2 separate regions of the Cricetulus griseus genome follow, and region 1 is linked to region 2. A link is a contact called in public Micro-C data. All regions are on one chromosome and are shown on one strand. Each heading gives the region's core, a stretch centred on a gene start, on an enhancer-like site or on the middle of the called end of the contact. The rest is flanking DNA. Distances are from core to core; before and after follow the strand shown. Region 1 has its middle 39 kb from the start of Cast. Region 2 holds the start of Erap1 (endoplasmic reticulum aminopeptidase 1).

Region 1 (4,353 bases), core at 1,256-3,755, 170 kb before region 2:
GGGGAGTGAAATAACACAGATGCTGTGGGCCCTATGAACTCACTTCAAGAACCATTTTAATGAACAGAAGAGCTACACCGATGAAGTTCCACCAAAATAGCTGCCTAAACATGACCTAAATAATGATGAAAACAGCAATAGACTCTATAATGTGTAAGGGGCACCCTCAGGTTTCTTCAACCCCAAACAAAGAACTGCAGGCAATTAGGGAATGCTGAGAATGGGAGACATAATCTTGCCCAAAGAAGAACATAACAATTGGTAATCCAACAGCAATGAATCAGCCCTGAAAATAAGACACAAGTAACATTATATGAACTGATACTGAGCAGGTTGTATTTTTGTATTTGAGAATACACACACAACAACAATTATAGAAAAGAGGCCATAAAATTTCAAAGAGAACCAAAGGTATGAGGTGGAAGAAAGAAAAGGAAATGATGTCATTATCTTATAATCTCAAAAAATATTAGAAATCTGTTGTATGTGAAGGAGTTGGAGGAAGAAGAGAAGAGGAGGAAGAGGAGGGAGGAGCAGCAGCAGCTAACTGACTAATGGGAAAATTCCACCAGGTGGCAGCAGAAGTTCTTTATTTTAACTCTAATGACTTCCTGTTGTTTTGTGGGTGAAAGGCAGGCTATTGGCAGATGACTGACTGCTTTATGCCAGGGCCATGACTCAGGGCCTCACACTCTTTCTTGCTGCCTCTGCAGGCCTGCCCAAAAGAGCACTTGTGTTTACAGTGTGTTTACATTACAAGTATTTTGCTGCCACAGATATACTCATAGCTTTCCCTAGAAACCTTGTCAAGAAACTTGAAAAGGAGAAGGGAAATCTCGATTTCCCTGGGCTGCTTTTCATAATGGTGCTGGTGCCTCGCAGAGACAGGGAGGTACGTTTGAAACATTCGGTTGGAGATGAGAAGAGTAAAGGAGTCATTTACTGGGGGGTCAGGGGTGCTACTCAAGCAAAGAAACCTGTAGTCCCGCCCTAGATTCAGGAAACCAGTCCTGATGCAGAGGGCTGTCAGCTTCACCCCAGAGCCCATAGTCCTAGGGGCTAGGATTCAGGTCAACCAAGCTTGCTTCAAGGGGATGTTTAACTTCACCCCAGAGGACCTGCAGCCAGTCCCTATGCAGCAAACCAGGCCCAATGCAGGAAACCAGTCCCGATGAAGAGGATCACCAACCAGCTTCATACCAGAGCCCAGGATGGGTGTCCCCAGCAGCACCACATTGTCCTTTTTCAATTCTTCTCTTTAATAACGATGATGATGATGATGATGATGATGATGATATGTGGGTTTTAATTATTAAAAGGAATCCAGCACTCCTTAATCTTTCTCACACTAAGCTTAGTCAAGTGAAAACACTCCAGTACCATGAACTACTGAGACTAGTCTCCAGCATAAGCCTGTGTGTGAGGAGGCTCCAGCACTGGCCTTTACTGTGCTTAGTGACATTCTGTAATCCTGGACAGGTCTCACCTTCTCTTCAGGCCTTATCCTGCAGTAACCTCTCTTCTACTGGTGTGTACAGCCCCAGGCTGTCTCCCAAACTGTACTAGCACAGTCTAGAGCACTTCTTCACAATGCAGTGGTGTGGAGAAGCTAGAACAGAAAACTGGAGCAGGGGCTAAGATTGATAGGGCTGGGGGAGTGCTCACTGGTTCTTGGGGCTCAGGCAGGCAGGCTCCTGAGCATAAGAGTAGCCAGACAAGAAATATAGTCCTGAGAAAAGAACCATACAGTTTAAGGATCCCTGCTTTTGCTCATATTTTGAGGGGAAGTAGGGAACACGCCACTGAAGTTCACTGCTCTTTACAGATCAATTGTCAAGAAATGCCTCAGTCTTGAGGCATTTCTTCTTCATCTGTATCTCTAGAAGGTGTTCCTCTTAGCCCATAAGTGATCTTCCATTGAGTAGTGTCCTAAGATACCTCCTCAATAGCCCTGACTCCATTCTACAGTCCTATGAAAGAGTCAGACAGAGCAAGTTTCCAAAGGTAGGACCTCTGGCCTCTTGTCACAGCCTCTCAAAAACAGAGTCTCTGTCAGTGCTAATGCAGCATGGACTGTGCTGCTGGTCAACTTTAGTACGTCAGTATATTTTACTCTCACTACTGTTCTGTGAGGTACCACTTATACACAAGTAAACAGCAGCATAGGATGGCCAAGTCACATCAACATCATCTACCTAGAAAGTGTACAGTTATAACATGAACTTGGGACTAATGTTCTGACCCAAATAAAATGTAGTATTCAGTGAGTGTGCCTTAAATTATTTATGAGGAAAGTTGCATTTTGGAAGATAACATGAGAAATAAGAAACCAAATATCCAACGACAAGTTTCTGGTCTGAAAAGTGATACAGCCTTTGGCATTCTGCTGTAGACCACAAGGTTTTGTTCTCTGGGTCTGAAGGTTGCAGTTCTGAGCACACCCCAGGGTGTGGTGCACTGCCACCTGGAACTATAGCTGTATTTTCTAAGCATTGCTTTGACCACGCCTCTGTCTTATCACTCTGACACAGATAGGCCACAGCTTGAGTCACAGTTAATACTCTGAGGCAGGTTACCACTGTGAATCACTTTGTAGAGCAAAGATGTCTTTAAAAGACATTCTTGCAACTTCATTCTACATTAATCTTTAGACCACAGTCTTTCTGGGAATCTACTAAAAATTACCTATCCTCTACACTCTCTCTCTCGCACACACACACACACACACACACACACACACACACACACACACACAGCAGAACCACAACTTTGAGAAAGTTTCTACATTCCTGGAAGCCTGTGGAGAAACTCCTGTAAGGGATTCTCTACCCTAGATGGCCACTGTTTGGTAGATTTAACTGGGAGGCACCTACAAATACCATTGTCAGCATTCCAAATGGCAAGCAAAGATGGGAAAGGATGAACTCAGACATTATTCAAAGGTATACCTTTATATCTTTATGAATACATATTGTAAAATAATTGTACTAGATTAAATAGTCCTGCCCAGTGCCTAAAGTGGAGAGGAAGATTTGGAGAGAATTTCAGCCAGACATAATGGCATTTACACAAGCAGACAAAGTCCAGTGATTCTCTCCTTCGAAAATATAGCTCTCCTGTCTAAATAGGACAAAGTTCTCTGAGGATGTTGGCTAAGGGGAACAACAGGAGAGTTCTTGGCTTGGAATCAGAAGACAACAAAGCCTTGAGTCCCATCAACATGGCCCTGCTCTCCTGACACCAGAGCCTACCTCTAGGAAGGATCAGTCTCCAGACTGACCAGAACCAGCGGTTCAGAGCCTCTTACCTTCCTGGGAAGTCTGTCAGTGCTTCATGCATCCTGGATCTAAAAGTAGTGTACAGAGCTTTGTAGTCAGGCTGGGGTTACCATCCATTCTGGCTTATTAGGCATTCTCCAGACTTTAGAGCTGAAAGTCTTACATCTCAGGAAACCCTTCAATCCTGGAAAAACCAGGAAGATGGTCACTCTGTTCAAATCCACATTCCTCATCGTACTGTCTGCCTGACTTTAAGAGTGTGCATAATCTCATGCACCTCAGTTTCTACTTTAAGTGAAGAAAATATCAACACAATTTAGAAGTTGTAAAGACTCAGTTAAAGGTGATGCATATTAGATACCCAGGACTATGAGGCCAGCCATAGTGTACTGGTGCCACTGCTGTCAAGGTAGGAAGGTTGGGCTCTCTGCTGTGGTTGCCTAAGTGCAAACAACTCCCTGCTCCCTTGCTTGCCTTCAAGCCATATTCCCTCCCAAATATGGCTTCAAGACAGACAGTTACCAGGCCCTAAATGCCAGTTAGCCATCAGAAATCAGAAGAACGTCTTCAAGATCAAATGTTACAGTTGCATTTAACTTTCCTTTTGCCGTTTTTTAACTTCTACCCTCCCTTCCAACTCTTTACACCTCATACTTCCAAACTTTCACCTGGAAATGTCTCAGAACAGGGTTATTAACTGTCACCAGGGAGTTCAATTAAAACAAACAAAAAACAGATTGTTAGTGCTTGCATCTTAATTCTGTTGTCTTGCACAACTGAAGGCTGTATCTCCCATTAAATCCACACACCAGAAACTCTGATCCCTTAATAACTGTATCAGTTCAGCTAAGCCTTAATAACTGTATCAGTTCAGCTAAGCCCGTATGCATACAATTGTAGCCATTTCAGCAAGATGGGAGTTTACTTTTCAACACAGTCTATCGCTGATGTAGCAGTTTCATGGGCATTGTAGATCTGTGTCTTCCATCTTTGTCTCCGTCCTAGAGCTGTTTTCCTTCCCTACTGTCACTTTATGATCTCAGGAGTCTGTTGGAGCTCTAAACATGACAGGTAT
Region 2 (4,876 bases), core at 830-3,329:
ACATTTCCCACAACACCTAAACTTCCAACTTGCATATGACAGAGGCTTGATGAAATCCATCGTAGTGAGAGTATTTCACTGTTAAAATTCTTTGGATAATCTCAACCAATCTGAGTATGTTTAGCTCTTTCCTTGAAAAAGTAGCTGTTCTCATCTGGTCTAAGTGTTCATTTCAGCACAATATTTCATATCTCTGAATGATCTAAGACATGGCTTTATTCAACATGCTCTAAGAGTGACTCATGGTGAAAAAGCTCCCTAAAACAGTAATTTATTCAATATATACCACTGTTTCACATTTAAAAGAATAGAAGTCAAGGAGAAAAATACCTACTAACCTCTGATGAAGCATCGTCAGCACTTGACTGTGTCATCTTGATCTAGTAGTTTATAATTACACACACACACACAACCGGTGTGAGTGTATCATATATATGATATGTGATATGTATATATGATACACACACACATATATATGTATATATTATATACACACACAAATAGAGAGAGAGTATGTGTATATATACTCAAAAAGACAACCTGCCTTTTGCCTTTTAGTCTTTGCTTCAGCACTGGCTGTATGACCTTGGTCATGTTACTTTAGTTTTGGTTTCATTTTCTTTATGTGTAAAATGAGCAATACCTCCCTCACAAGGTTGCTGTAAAGATCAAATAATTTTAAATTTTTTCAGTAATGAATTACACAAATATTTATTAAGAGCCTATTTGAGGCCTTTGTAATTTTAAGAACTTTCCTTTTCCCTATGATGAAACTGAAGAATTGTCCATTGTTAATGTGTGGCAGGCTCTATCACCTAACTTTAACTCAAGCCAGAAGAGTCTGCTATTTTAGAAATCTTGTTTCAGGTGTGATTCTGACTTCTCAAGCTCCTCAAGGCTGTTAAAGGCAACTGTTTGGATGATTTCCCATTTGTATTAGGACAATCAATGTTAAACAATTAACAATTAGAAACGCAGGCACTTCCTAACTTCCCCCAGTATAATCCAAACTTTCATAAACAGTAAAGTTAACAAACACTAAAACTGGTTCATCACTTGTAGCAAATGATCTCAATGTGGACTTAAATGTATGTAAATATACTAGGATTTTTCTATTAGCTACACTTCAAAAAGCTGCCACTTCACAGTACTTTTCTGAATCTGGGCAGGAAAGGGCTGGAGGTGGGAGCTGTGACAATCGCGGCCAATTTGAAAACCTTTTTTTTTTTTTTTTTTTTGACCATATATGAAGCTGACAGTAATTCTGGCAGTCAAAAGAGAAGCAGTTTTCTTTCCAATCCAAATCTGAGTTAGCCAAAGAACCATCATCTAGAGCTTTATAAAGTGTGTTTCTCTTGCTCCTTCCCTTCCTCTTATGAAATTAATCACTCAGCAGCCTATCTTGTGAGTGAAGCGCCCAGAAAAGGCACTCACTTTGCTCTATCTCTATAAAGGTTACATTGGCCTTAGCGATTTGGCAGAGCGGGTCGCAGCAAGGAAAGGAGCCAGAGAAAAGGAACTGGCCTTCCGGACACCGCATGCTCTCCCCAGCGCCCCCTCGCCTGGAACATCGGCAGGCACCCTGCATGGCCTGCTCCCAAGGTTCATTCATCGTCCTCCCTGATCGCCATTCCGCCTTAGAGTGGGAAGGAGCGGCAGGCCAGCCTCCAGCTGCGAGGCGGAGCGTGGCCAGAGGCCGGCCAGCCCGACTGCCACTCGAGTCGGAAATACGCAGGCCTCACGGCCTTCGCCTTCTCCGGGCCACTTGCTCTGGCCGCCTGCCGTGTCGCTGCGCGCTGCGCTGTGCTGCGCTGCAGACTGCTACCCGACCCACCTCGCCGGTCTTGCCTGGTCGAACCTGGGTCCCCGCCGGTGCCAGCTATCAAGAGCTCTTCCTCAACTGCCCCCAGCCCCGTATGCCACCGGCCCAGCCGTGCCGCCTGCCTCACTTCGCCGCCAGCCTCGCCTCTATGACCGAAAGTGAAAGTGGAGCTAGGCAGAGGCCGCGAGGGTGCGTGGGGACAAGGCAGGTTGGAGGAGTAAGTTAGCTCAGACCCAAATGCTAAAGGAGAGCAAGGCTCGGGTGCGGACTGGCCAGGGCAACTGCGGCCCTGGGACCCAGATTTAGGGACCCGAACTAGGAATGCATGCTGCAGGGCTGGCAGAACATCCGGCAGGGAGGAGCACCCGGCAGAACGCACAGTGTTTTTCTTCGTGTGTCTTACGGTGTGTTTGCGAACTTCACTAACATTGGAAACGCTGTAATGTGCAAAGTTGGTGCGCGGTAGGACATTCAAATTGGCTCTGCCCGCCAAGTCGGGAGGGACACCCATTGGATTGAGAAGATGTTCCTCATTTCCTCTCTGAAAGTGACAGATAGCTTTGCCCCCCCCCAAAAAAAGCCAGTCTAGAAGTCCTCTGTTGTAAAATTCTGGGGGCCCTGGGTTTTTCTAGGCAGTGTGGGTACTTTAGGTGCTGTTTTAGAGTGTTTATGTTTGCCTGTGTTGGGGGGGGTGAGGGGGTGTTGGTTAGAGAAGGCCTCCAGAACTCCCCTAACCCTAATAAGAAAGAGGCACTGTGCCACAGAGTGTCTGCTTCCTCTCATTTTAATACCACCTAGGATTTTGTTGTTACTATTTGTTTGTTTTTTTCCCAAAGTACCATAAAAGCTCAATTTTAATAAGAAGCAATCAAACAAAATATCCACATTGACCAAAGGCCTGTTGCCCATTAAGAACTTGAAATCCAAGTCTCTGAGCAGAATTTTCAACACTTTTTTCAAATTTGTGACTCTCTTTTGCAAAAATATGTGCCACCTGGGACATTTTGTATTATAAAATTTAATGCTCTGTCCCAGATATTATTAAAATTAAGGGGGATTATGTGGGCTTCTGAAACTGGTAATTTCTGTGATCACATGATGGTTGCATCACTGAGTAGCACTAGCTTTTAAAGTCTCCAGGCATCTTTAAGAATTCAGAGCTACCTTAGCTTGTTCAGACCCTTGCGTTGTTTTGTCTTATGTTTATTTTTATTTTACTGTTTTACGTGATGGCTTCCCTTTTGTTACTAGTGTAAGACCCCCAGAAGCTCAGGCCTCCAGGATCTTTTCCCAGGACCACGGCCACCCCAATCACCATTCAGAGGTGGAAACTTGATGCAAACAGCAACAGGCTTTAATGAAAGGTGGACATTTGTACAAACGGGCTCTCTCAGAATGTAGGCTAGAGAGCAGTCCCTTCCCCCAGGCATAGGTGTTTTTAAAGGCAAAAACCACGAGCTTAGGGAGGGGCCTCGACTCTGTCCATTGAGTACGTGACCAGAGTCATGGGTTCCTAGGAGGCCTTTGTCTTGAGGGGAGGGCTGGGAATCAGATGGCCTCCTAACCCACCAGTTGTAAAACCTGCAGACCTCAGGATGTGCCTGAGCAAATGGTAGCTGTCTCTTTGATTCATAGAGAACCTTAATTGTTAATTATTGACACATTGGCCGGTGGGGCAATCTGTTTCCTTCATGAGCCCCTCGGGGAGGGTGGCCATCTGGGAATTCTTGGTACCCAGTTATCTTATGGCCTTGTAAGGGAGTAATTGCTGGCAGCTGGTAAATTCCAGGTACTAAGTCATAGTAGTGGCCTTAGTTTCTGGGTTAGGCCGCCCTACATTCCGTTTAGAGAGTTTCCTTATCTGGGCTATATTACTTTGCTAATTTTTAAGTCTTTCACTAGTAACCTTCCCTTTTACATCAATCTATTTGTACTGCCTTTCCCCCCTCCCTGCTGTCCCCCTCTTTCCTTCCCCACTCCTCCCTTCATTCTTAACAAGGCTTGTGGATGCTAGACAGGCCCTCAACCACTGAACTATACCCATAAACATAAAGACATTTCTTGAAGATCAGGTTGGTAGAAGCAAATGGACCAACAGAGTAGAAGCTGATAAAGAAGTCACTCCAAAATGCAGGAGGAAGTGGCTGCTTCTGTGTGAACTGAGCAAGAAAGAGCTGGCCACTGAGCAAGGAAAAAGCTAACAGCACTGCCCACTCACTCTGGTTCAGAGTTATTTATGCTCAGTCATACTGGCTGTGATTTAGTGTTTAGAATCAAAGAGCATTAGAGTGTAGAGTATAAGAGTGGATATGGCAGCACTGACTTCTAGTTCCAAATACTACCTGGGATTTTGAAAACACTCATCTTGGAGTTCAGAATTTAAATTTTAAGTTCAGTTATAGAGTCTGTGAAAAGAAAACTACCAAAGTTAGTAATAGTCAGAGAGAAAGATAAAGGACACCTAGTTTCGTGACTTATGTTAATCCCACCTATCGAGAATAAGACCACTACCATAGTTTAAAGCCAAGTTTGAAGCAAACTTTAATTAAATATTGGCTAGGTGGATGGGCTCTGGCTTGGTCCATACCCATGTTCCTGGGAAATAAATCAGAATCAAGTATGGCAAGGGCTTAAGAAAGAAAACCCATATTTATTGCATTTCTCATCAGGTCCAATCAGGGGCAAGCATACATCCTGACTTATTTCCTGCCTATGTTCCTCCTGCCTACATGTGATCAAGGACGTCCAGTGCAGATGGGTCAAACAAACTTGTTTAGGGGAGTGACAGCATGTGTCTTGTTATCTCCCATAAACAATAGCCTCCAGCATTTCAGGAACTATCTGTCCTTAGGCAAGAGGCTTGCAGATCAGAGGCATTTTTTTTGTTTCCTGGACCTCAAATGCATAGTAATTAAAACTTAATATGTAACTTTTGCTCTCACACTTACATACCCTTAGTTATTGTTTGGATGCAAATCACAGCTCACTTACTTGCTCATTCTCTCTGTCTCTGTTTTTCTTTGTGTGTCTCTGTCTGTCTGTCTGTCTGTCCCT

What was found. Hi-C and Micro-C count contacts between places; a contact is called where the count stands out from the background.
Region 1: a Micro-C map of the CHO-K1 cell line shows a contact between it and region 2, with 3 times the contacts expected there. The contact joins the enhancer-like site here to the promoter of Erap1 in region 2. A contact is called at or near these places in 4 of 8 Hi-C or Micro-C datasets (the CHL-YN cell line, the CHO-K1 cell line and fibroblasts).

Annotation. Positions count from the first base shown.
Region 1 is chr2:296,207,198-296,211,550 of CriGri-PICRH-1.0, reverse strand. No RefSeq gene overlaps it. Among named protein-coding and RNA genes, the nearest start is that of Cast, 39 kb to the right of the region's middle. Within about 2 kb of position 2,505, at least 3 of the 6 cell types and tissues checked have open chromatin away from gene starts, as enhancers often do. A contact at or near this core is called in the CHO-K1 cell line, where this site is marked.
Region 2 is chr2:296,032,979-296,037,854 of CriGri-PICRH-1.0, reverse strand. It overlaps Erap1 (endoplasmic reticulum aminopeptidase 1), which reads right to left and starts at 2,079. Exons shown (of 19, transcript XM_027401855.2): 1 at 1,951-2,079.